2 separate regions of the Muntiacus reevesi genome follow, and region 1 is linked to region 2. The links are chromatin contacts, called in public Hi-C maps. All regions are on one chromosome and are shown on one strand. The core of a region is the stretch at or near the end of the contact, and the rest is flanking DNA. Distances in the headings are between cores, read along the strand shown.

Evidence for each region. Hi-C and Micro-C count contacts between places; a contact is called where the count stands out from the background.
Region 1: a Hi-C map of muscle shows a contact between it and region 2, with 5 times the contacts expected there. The contact joins the promoter of CMTR2 here to the promoter of ZNF23 in region 2. A contact is called at or near these places in 2 of 3 Hi-C or Micro-C datasets (blood and muscle).

Annotation. Positions count from the first base shown.
Region 1 is chr2:252,023,320-252,028,945 of mMunRee1.1, forward strand. CMTR2 (cap methyltransferase 2) reads left to right here and starts at 3,815. Exons shown (of 2, transcript XM_065925711.1): 1 at 3,815-4,105.
Region 2 is chr2:251,880,634-251,886,479 of mMunRee1.1, forward strand. ZNF23 (zinc finger protein 23) reads left to right here and starts at 2,909. Exons shown (of 6, transcript XM_065925703.1): 1 at 2,909-2,991; 2 at 3,383-3,499. It also overlaps the pseudogene LOC136157471.

The DNA.
Region 1 (5,626 bases), core at 2,565-5,064, 140 kb after region 2:
GCCAGCTTTTTCATTCTTAGCTCAGACTCCTTCGTCACACTTTCCCACGACATTCTGCTTCTTATCAAATCTAGTATAATAACACTCAGGTTGAAACCTAGTGTGAAAAACAGTGTCTTTCAGATCCTCATTTCCTTGTGAAGGCTCTCTTGTCATGCAAAACATTAATAAATTTATACACTTTTCTCTTGTTACTCTATCTTTTGTTACAGAGCCCAAGCCAAGAATCCTAGACTAGTAAAAGAAAGTTTTTTTCCTCCCCTACAATACCAAAAAAAAAAAAGAAAAAAATTACAGTGAGTGGAAAGGGGCTGGAAACTAAAATTATAGACTGTAATGACAGAATTTATATGACATCTAGAATAGGCAAAACTAAAATATAGTGTTAGAAAACAGATCAGTGTTTGCTTCTTGGGGGTGGGAGATTGATTGGGAAGGGGCTCGAGGGAACTTTCTGAAATATAATTATACCTGGAAAAATTTTCTAAAAATGGCAACCAACTGGTGAGTTAGGAAGATCTTGGAAGATCTTTTTCCTTCCAAATAGCTTTGCATTGGTTGCCCCTCAAACTCTCCAACAGTTATATTTTCAGTGTTTCATTTTAGCTAGTCAGTGTGTAACTATTTCATTATGGGTTTGGTTTACATCTCTCCAATGACTAATGGAGTTGAGCATGTATTTATGTTTATTGACCTTTTGGATATCATCTTTTTGAAGTTTTTGTTCTGGTCTTTGGCCCATTTTCCTAATGGGATGTCTTTTCTCACTTGTTTAAGGAGATATATACTCTGGATGCAATCCTTTGTCTCATATGTGTATGGTAAATATACATATATATATATATATATATTTTATTTCCCCTTCACTCTCAGTGTTGTCTTATGATGGGTAAACATTCTAAATTTTAGTGTCAATTTATGTGTGTATATGTGTGTGTATTAGTGCCTTTTCTGTCCTGTTATAAACTTTTTGCCTATTTCAAGACTATGAAGATGTTCTCTTATATTTTCTGCTAATAGTTATTGTTTGATCTTTAAAATATAGATTGACAATCAAAATGAAATCTGTTTTTGTTTATTATGTGAAGTAAGAGTCTAGATGTGAGAGTTGGACTGTGAAGAAAGCTGAGTGCCGAAAAATTGATGCTTTTGAACTGTGGTGTTGGAGAAGACTCTTGAGAGTCCCTTGGACTGCAAGGAGATCCAACCAGTCCATCCTAAAGGAGATCAGTCCTGGGTGTTCATTGGAAGGACTGATGCTGAAGCTGAAACTCCAATACTTTGGCCACCTCATGCGAAGAGGTGACTTATTGGAAAAGACTCTGATGCTGGGAGGGACTGGGGGCAGGAGAAGGGGACGACAGAGGATGAGATGGCTGGATGGCATCACTGACTCGATGGACATGAGTTTGAGTAAACTCCGGGAGTTGGTGATGGACAGGGAGGCCTGGTGTGCTGCGATTCATGCGGTCGAAAAGAGTGGGACACGACAGAGCGACTGAACTGACTGACTGACTGAAGAGTCCAGATGAAGTCTTTTCCATATAAAATAGATATTCAAATGTCCTACAATCCTTTTTTAAAAGATAATTTATTTATTTATTTGTTTTTGACTGCATGGGGTCTTTGTTACTGCGTGAGGGCTTTCTCTAGTTGTGGTGAGCAGGGGCTTCTCATTGCAGTGGTTTCTCTTTTTGCAAAGCACAGGCTCTGGGTGTGTGGGCTTCAGTAGTTGTGGCACACAGTCTTAGTTGCCCTGTCACATGTGGGACCTTCCCTGACCAAGGATCAAACCCATGCCTCCTACATTGGCAGGTGAATTATTAACCACTGAACCACCAGGGAAGCCCCACTATTTATTTATTTTTTTTGAAAAGACTTTTCTCCACTGATGCGTATACTGGAAGAGTTGTAAAATTTGTATGTGTGTCACACACACACACATATATGTATATATATGACATAAATGGGTCAAACTCCACATCTAGTTCTATATTCTCCTATTTTCATATGACACTTTTGGCATATATAATCTATTAATGGCTGCATAGTAGTGTTAGTCACTGAATTGTGATCAACTCTTTGTGACCCATGGACTGTAGCCTGCCAGGGTCCTCTGTCCATGGAATTCTCCAGGCAAGAATACTGGAGTGGGTTGCCATTCCCTTCTCTAAGCGATCTTCCCAACCCAGAGATTGAACCCAGTCTCCTGCATTGCAGACAGATTTTTTATCACCTGAGCCAGCAGGGAAGCCCATATATGTGTTAGTATACAATATTTATTTTTCTCTTTCTGACTTACTTCACTTTGTATAATAGGCTCCAGTATTGTTATTAATGTTATTAAGATGCTATGATAAACATTTTTTCCCAAAGTGAGTGCCAGTTGTTTTCTAAAGCTAAATTGCTAGGAGTGGGAATTGCTGGGCTAAGGTGCAAGGTTATTTTAAAGTTTGCCTTCTGTAAAAGTGAAAGTGGCTCAGTCATGTCCAACTCTTTGCTACACCATGGACTGTACAGTCTATGGAATTCTCCAGGCCAGAATACTGGAGTGGGTAGCCTTTCCCTTCTCCAGGGGATCTTCCCAACCCAGGGATTGAACCCAGGTCACCCATATTGCAGGCAAATTCTTTACCAACTGAGCTATCAGGAAGCCCAAATAGCTTTGCACTATACCCTTACCGGTTGTTTTGCTTTTTCGAATGGCTTGTTCAATCGTCTCCCATTTTCCTTTGAGGTTGTCTTGTGAAAATGAAAACTGAAAGTGAAGTCGCTCAGTCATGTCCGACTTTTTGCGACCCCATGGACTGTAGCCTACTAGGCTTCTCTGTCCATGGGATTTTTCTAGGCAAGGGTACTGGAGTGGGTTGCCATTTCCTTCTCCGGGGAGCTTGTCTTCAGTTCAGTTCAGTCGCTCAGTCGTGTCTCACTGTTTTCGACCGCATGAATCGCAGCACACCAGGCCTCCCTGTCCATCACCAACTCCCGGAGTTTACTCAAACTCATGTCCATCGAGTCAGTGATGCCATCCAACCATCTCATCCTCTGTTGTCCCCTTCTCCTCCTGCCCCCAATCCCTCCCAGCATCAGAGTCTTTTCCAATAAGTCATCTCTTCGCATGAGGTGGCCAAAGTATTGGAGTTTCAGCTTCAGCATCAGCCCTTCCAATGAACACCCAGAACTGATCTCCTTTAGGATGGACTGGTTGGATCTCCTTGCAGTCCAAGGGACTCTCAAGAGTCTTCTCCAACACCACAGTTCAAAAGCATCAATTTTTCGGCACTCAGCTTTCTTCACAGTCCAACTCTCACATCCATACATGACCACTGGAAAAACCTTAGCCTTGACTAGACGGACCTTTGTCGGCAATGTAATGTCTGCTTTTTAATATGGTATCTAGAAGGGAGGTTGTTTTACTCGTTTATAAATATATGTATGTCATGATAACAGTATTTTTGTAGTTTCCTTAGTTTGGCTTTTTAACCTCATTTTCTTCTAACCTCATTCTTTCTGCTAAGAGCTAAACTACCCCAAGGCGAGAGAACCCCGGGCGTCCAGGGCCCAGGTGGGCGGGGCCAGCGTGTCCGGGACAGGTTGTCCTCGCCCCATTCCACGCCTCCACCCTCGGGGGGCGGGGCCAAAGGACGCTCGGTTTGAGCGCGCAGTTGCCATAGCGGCCGTTGGGCGGGAGGCTGGCGCTTCCCAGATTCAGCACCCAGCGGAGAAACGAAACCGAGAGAGCAGAGGTCTCTTACGAGCTTCGCCGACGTGCGTAACGTTGACGTAAGACGCCAGCTCAGCCTTGAGGCGCACGCGCAGTGCGTGTGTTAGGGTTTTTGGGCCTCCGTTCGCCGGAGTCTCGCGCCGGAGTCTCGGGCTGTAGTTGTGCTTCCGCTCTGCGTGTTCTTAGGGCCGCTCCTGCCTCCTTCTCGATCTTCCGGCGCGCCACCTCCCATCCCTGTGCCAGGGCTCAGAAGACCTGCAGTAGCGATGCTCTTGGGAATCATCCCCAGGAGTGGAAGTGGAGAATGCCCTCCTTGAGTGAGGAGAGCGAGTGAAGCGCAGCCTCTCTAGACTCTGGGGGCTGAGGTGGGCGTGAGCGAAGGTAATTCAGGCCCACTTTCCGAACCCGGGTCTTCGACTTTCCAGTGGATTAGGCAGAGGCTTGGGCTGAGTTTCCTCCGGGTCAGGGACTGGGTCGCTCGAATGAAACTTGAGACTTAATTTCTACCTAGAGGAAATGAGATTTGGGGTGCCCCTGGCGCAAAGTAAGGCGCTGGATACACAGTAGGCATTATTTTCGCTGTTGCTGTGAGGAGGTGGAGCTGTTGGCACCTCTTCTAAAATTTCTTTGCAAGTGTTAACTGGGGGAGTAACAGCTATTAATGAGACTTTGTGTTAGGCCGGTGATTTTGCGGGTATTCCCTTCGTGGCATTGGGCTGGGGGTACATGACTTCCTACTCAATTCTGCAAAACAACAATGGTAATACTAACCCTCGTAGCAGAATGATGATGCCACAAAGCTCTATGGAGTGCTTCATAAGAGGGACAGAGGAACCTTTTCCAGAGGATCATACTGAAAACTTTTCCCTTGTATCTCGTAAACCATATGCATTTTTGTTTTTGTTTTGTGTGAGGTGCTAGAGTGATGTTGAAGTTCTTTGCTAAGACTTATATATTCAGAACCTGATCAGAGGCACGTCTTTTGGGCTAGTCTGAAATACCTTTAGTTATTCCATGAATACTTACTGAATGCTTTCTGTGTACTGTTCTAACTTCTTAATAAGTGAGTAAAGAAAACAAAGATCCCTGCCCATTGCAGCTTAGGTTGTAGTTTTGGGAAGACATAAAAAATAGTAAACATAAATAAGTAAATTCTCTGATGGCTCAGATGGTAAAGCGTCTGCCTACAATGCCAGAGACCTGGGTTCATCTCCTGGGTCAGGAAGATCCGCTGGAGAAGGAACTGGCAACCCACTCCAGTACTCTTGCCTGGAAAATTTCCATGGTAGGCTCCACAGTCGATGGGGGCCTCAAAGAGTCAGACACGACTGAGTGACCTCACGTTCACTTTTTCACTTTCACATGTTAGAAGGAAAGAGTGTCATAGGAAAAGACAGCAAAGTTCTTACCTTTACCATTGTTAATGGAAGATGCAGTTTTAAATTAGAATGTCAAAGGCTTCACAGAAAAAATGACACTTTTGTAAATTCTTTTTTTTTTTAATTTATTTTTTTATTTTTCAGTGGATTTTGTCATACATTGATATGAATCAGCCATAGAGCTACACGAATTCCCCATTTTGTAAATTCTTGAAGGAGATAAGGGAAGGGAAGAGCATTCCAGGTGGAGGGACTGACTGTCCAAAGACTCCCCTTGCTGTGTGTCTGGGCTTTTAAGTGAACAGCAAGAGAGCCTGTGGGGCTGGAACACAATGAAAAAAAGGGGTAGTAGGAGAAAATTAGGTTAGCCATGGGGTGGGGCTGGAGAACAGACATCTTCTAGGGCCTTGTAGACTATTGTAAAGACTTTGGCACTTACTGTGAGTGAAACGGGGAGCCGTGACAGCAGAGCAGCCCTACAATCTAAGGTTTTTCAGAGTTACTCTGGTGAGTGTGTTTCAGA
Region 2 (5,846 bases), core at 1,659-4,158:
CTGCCTTCAATCTTTCCCAGCATCAGGGTCTTTTCCAATGAGTTAGTTCTTTGTATCAGGTGGCCAAAGTATTTGTAGGGGATCTATTAACAGCATACTTTTAGGGGACCTCTTAACAGTAACATGAATTGGAGGACAAACTGTCAATCACTCATTTATTATCACTTGACAAAGAGGATCTGTTCTGTACTTTCCTATAATTGTAGTCCTTATACCACTACCAAGCATTATTGTAGAGAACCTCCTAAAAAGAAGAGTCTTTGCAGTGTACTTATTAGTTTGTTCTTCTAAAACAGAAAAGGAAAATAACATTTTCCCCTAAGATTCAAGGAAGATGCTCCAGCCCTCCATCAACACCCAAAGCTGAACTCTACTTCACTGATTCCCTGAACAACTTGCTTATGGAACATTTTACACGATCTTTGAGTGCTGTGTTAGTATTTAAAAATGACGTCTTAAAAACTAATATTATGGTTTCCTTTGTGCATTTTGTGCCCTTCCACTTATGTAAATAAATACTATGCCTTCTTATGCAGAGTATATGATATGTATAATCATGAATTATTTATCTATCCTGTGTATATAAGTATGTACATCAGCCTGTTGATATTCCATACACATTAACAATTTAACTCACATTAGATTCCAGTCCCCACAAATATTCATAGGGGTAATTGAAGTGATTAATATTGCACAGGACATATTTTTAAATCATGCATATCACATAAAGCTAATCATTTCCAGTCATTATGCTTATCATAATTAATAGGCAGAGCATAATTATCAAGCTGTGATAAATCATCAGCTCACCCACAAATATGCCTCTTTCCTAGGTCAATGAACCATGAGGATTTCTCTAAATGAACTATATCTGGCATCTGGTTCTTACTTCAAGATTATCTCACCTAAAATCATTCATTCTTTCCCCTTGAGTAATACATCTCAATAGACTAATGATTAATCAACTATGCTCACTGGTTTCATGCTTCTGGTATTTTTAAGTTGAGGGGGATGCTGGGACTCAGCTATGGCCATCAGAGGCCTTAACACAGTTAAGAAACTTGTAGCTGAGCTTTGAGAGTGAAGGTGAAAGCTTTGAGAGTGAAGGTCAGTCATGTCCAACTCTTTGCAAGCCCCATGGATATACAGTACATGGAATTCTCCAGGCCAGAATACTGGAGTGAAGTATTCCTTCTCCATGGGATCTTCCTAACCCAGGAATCGAATCCAGGTCTCCCACATTGCAGGCAGATTTTTTACCAGGGAAGCTGAGCCACCAGCTTGGAAGCCCAAGAATACTGGAGTGGGTAGCCTCTCCCTTCTCCAGTGGATCTTCCCCACCTAGGAATTGAACCAGGGTCTCTTGCATTACAGGCGGATTCTTTATCAGCTGAGCTACAAGGGAAGCCCTTGTACAAGAAGTAGCTGAGCTTAAATTGAGTATTATTTTCCAACATCATCTATCATGTGTTACTGTGTCAGTGGTCACAGGATACAGAGCAGTTACATACATACCACACATGCACACTTATATCTAATAGCTTGTCTAACCAAACCCCTACCATCCTCCCATTAATTCTCATACTTTATATACCATTATCACCATGCCACACCCCCCAAATAAGTCAAAGCATATAAGATTCTGCTAACTCACCTAACAAACATTCTGCCCTCAATTCACCAACCCAAAGTTATTTGAACTCCATACTTGCCTAACTACACCATTGAGTTATTTACATATATAAGGCTTATATAGACAGCCACCTATCTCAATCTGCCATTTACCTTGAGCAAAATTAAAAGTAAAAATTACATTTTAATGATCATTTTGGAGTTTAACAGGGCTATTTTTGTCACAAGATTTGGTGGTGTTGATTGGGAGCCAGGAGTAACACAGCCTGCAGTGCACAATACAGACCTGCCTATGAAAAGTTTTCACAGGCTTTCATACATCTTGATGGACATTCACATAGGTAAAAACTGCTTAAAGATGACCTGAATCTAGAGCTTTTTTTTTTTTTTTTTAATCAGGATAAACACAGTATATTTTTGCACAGTTTTGACATAGCTGATTTTCCAAAAAAGTAACTACTGTGTATGTGTAATCAGGAGATGCTGTGATCAACCATTTTGGATCACACTTTGTAGTTTTTTGAAATACCAACATAAGATACAGCATTATGGCTGTGGACCCCGCATGTTCTACATGTAGAGGCAAGTTATCTGAGGACTTATTAGGTCTACGGGCTTCCCTGGTGGCTCAAGACGGTAAAGCATCTACCTGCAACGCGGGAGATCTCGGTTCAATCGCTGGGTCGGGAAGATCCCCTGGAGAAGGAAATGGCAACCCACTCTAGCACTCTTCCCTGGAAAATTCCACGGACGGAGGAGCCTGGTAGGCTAATAGTCCATGGGATCGCAAAGAGTCGGACACGACTGAGCAATTTCACTATTAGGTCTACACCCGACTTACCAAACATTTACCTACTGAAATACATACACTTTAAATCATAAATTATTTTATTTCTCCTTTATAACATTACTTTTTAAAGTGCAGGTTGTTTATACTGTCTATGACCTTCTAAGCTATTATCTATGAGTTTCATGACAGGAGCTTATGGTGATCATTAGGAAATATTTGTTTCAAAAAGGGGGCCTTAGGTTTGACATCGTATGATCAGGGGTCCAGTCCGGAAACTCCGAAATCTGGTTATACCTGCAGCTTTACTACGATATAGATCCCCGGCGGCAGGCCCTGGTTTGGGTCCATCGCTCGCCTCATTCTTGCCTTCCCTAGCCCACCTCGAGGAGCACTGCTTTCTCTATTAGACTCGCATCCGGGAGAAGGAAGCCAGGATAGCGTACTCGGGATTCCGCTGCAGGGGGCGGGGCCAGAGCAAATCCGAGAAGGAGCGATGCTGCTGCTAGAGAGACTCGGCCGCGGTCTGGTGACGTACTTCCGGCCGCGCCGTGGAGCGGCTAGCTTCGGAGGTGAGTGTGGGCTGCGGGAGGCGGGGGCGGTGCCTGGTCTAACGCTCTGGTTGCGGTTGTGATGCTCCTCCAGGCTCCGTTGAGGTGGATCTGTGGGCTTTTTCTGTCCTCTTCGCGCCTACTTTAGACTTAATAGCCGATTACGTTCCGTCGGGTAGAGGGCGAAGCCTGGGTTTTTGTCACAACCGCGAAGCCGCGAGCAATTAGCACTTTGGAGAAGATGCTACTGGCCTTTTGGGAGCTTGTGTTGGACCAGCCAGAGGGTGGAATATTTGCAGAGATGAAGAGGCCTAAGAGTATCACGAGTCTCTCAACGTGTTGGGTTAGTGCAGGGGCTTTTATCTGTATGCGTTTCAAGTATAAGCTTTATGTGTCTTCCTTCCGAACACAGGGTGAATCGAGGTCAGTGGGGGAACAGAAAAAGCAGAGCCCCTCCAGGGCACCCGAGATCGGAAGAAGCCCGGATTTTGGAGGGCACTGTCTGCTGGAGCGATGTCAGTTCCAAAAGGTAACCTGGCCCGACATCTCTGGGGCTGTGGGATGACGATGACCTGGGAATGATTGATACAATGTAGAATATGCTGATTTTCTCCGTCCTAGAATATCCATGAAATAGTTATTGAATTGCTCATTCATACTCTCAGGAAAGCAAGTTTACTAAAAATGTAAAGCAGTAATGAAGACACACACACACACATATATATATATTTGAAAAGCTTTTGGAATGTAGTTTGTAGTGCATTCAAAGGAAAATTTGTGGTTTTAACTGCCAGATAGGGAAGAATGGCAATAAATTTAAAAATTATACAACCTCAAGTAGCCTTTGGGTACAGGTCTTTTTAGCCTTACAGTATTTAGTTAAAATATTATTTATCAGAGTTACTTGTTTTCTTTCCCATCGCTTCAGTGCAGTAATGTTGTATGGTTAGGCTCATTTGCTGTTGTTTTTAGTTTTTGGAGGTTGTCACCCATCCTCGTTGGTTGATTTTTTTAATATATGTATGTGTGTGTGTGTGTGTGTGTGTGTGTTTTGATATGCAAAGCATTACATGAAAGTCAGAACAAAAAGACACACTCAGTGAGGTGTCATTTCCTGTCACCCCTTCTACTTCTGCACCCCAGGTTTCCTTTCACCCTGTTTCCATTCCCTGAGTTCCTTTCACTGACTTCCCATCCACACCTGAGGCACCCATTCTCCTTAGTTTCTGGTTTTTCCTTTTATTTCTTTTTGCACAAGTCACCGATATACATATATTATAGTTCCTTTTTGTTTTACACAAAAGATAGCACAGTACCTTTTGCATGTTGAAAATTATTTCATATCATACAGATAAGTGTATATTTTAAATGTAATTCATGTATTCAGAAGATTGATCTAGCATGGCATTTATGAAGCATAGTAGTGATGTGAGCACCCATGAAACACTCCAATAAAAAGGAGAGCATTGCCAATATGGCTGCGTGTGTTTGCACACTCCTCCCACTCCAGCTCCCACTTTCTGTCCCCTAGAGGTACTCTCTCGAATTTTGTGTTAATCATAGCCTTGCTATTGTTGTTTAGTTGCTAAGAGTCATATCTGACTCTTTGCAGCCCCAAGGACAGTAGCCCTCCAGGATCCTCTGTCCTTAGGATTTCCCAGGCAAGAATACTGGTGTGGGTTGCCGTTTCCTTCTTCGAGGGATCTTCCTGACAGAGGGATCGAATCTGAGTCTCCTGCATTTCAGGCAGATTCTTTACCACTGAGCCACTAGGGAAATCCATTATTCCTTTACCTATTTTAAAAAATAATTTTATCAGATATACTTGTTTCTGTAAATAATGTGATTAATTCTGTTTGTTTTTGAGTTTTATGAAGGTAGTGTCATGGTGTCTGTAAGTCTTCTGGGCAAATCTTTTGAGACTTACCTAACTCAGTATTATGATCCTGAATTCATCCAGATTTTGTGTGTTGCTGAGGCATTCATTTTTGCCACTGGGTGATGTTTCATTGTAAAAATAGTATGACAGCTTGTTTTGCTGAAAGTTTTCACTTCTTCTCAGGGTCAAAGGATTTGTTAACAAAATAAGCCACTATTTCCATACAAGTAACCAATAGCAATATTTATTAGAGAATTATGTAACTTACTTTTAATATACTAACACTAAAAGAAAAGAGAAACAGAAACAGCAGAGGATGCATCACCAAATTGGGTTTTGACCAACGTCCAAACTCAAACAGCACTGGCAAGTCCCGTGTCACAGCACATCTGGAGTCCCAGTTGGGAAAAGGTCCCAGGCAAGGCATCCTCTCCATGGGTGAGACTTCAAAGATTGCAGTTTGGGTTTCCCTTTATGATCCAGGAGGCAAAATGATATCATTGTCAATCTGAGCAAAACTGCAGCACTAGTATTATGTTAATTTTTTTACAATGCTCTTTGCTTTGTTCTGCAGTTTCCCTAACACTGCTTGTTCATATTCTCAGTGGACATGTGAGTTGTTTCCAGTAATGAGTAATTTTGTATGTATATCACCTACATATGAGAGGTTCCCTAGGGAATTAGTTTTAAAATTTAGGTGTGAATGTTGAATTTTATCAAACACGTTTGATATCCACTGAGATGGAGAGCATGTTTATATTTCTTTGATTTATTAATGTGAAAAAGTACAGTCTGTACACCAATACTGAACTTTACTTGCATTCATGGGATGATCCCTCCTAGTCATGATGTCCCGTTAATAAACTACTACGAACTTATTTTGCTGGTATCTGCTACAGTTTAAGTAGTGTTAGAATTATTCATTTCTTTAAAATTTGAAAGGATTCGCCCATGATATATAAGGACTCAGAGTTTTGTGAGAGTTCACTCTTTACTG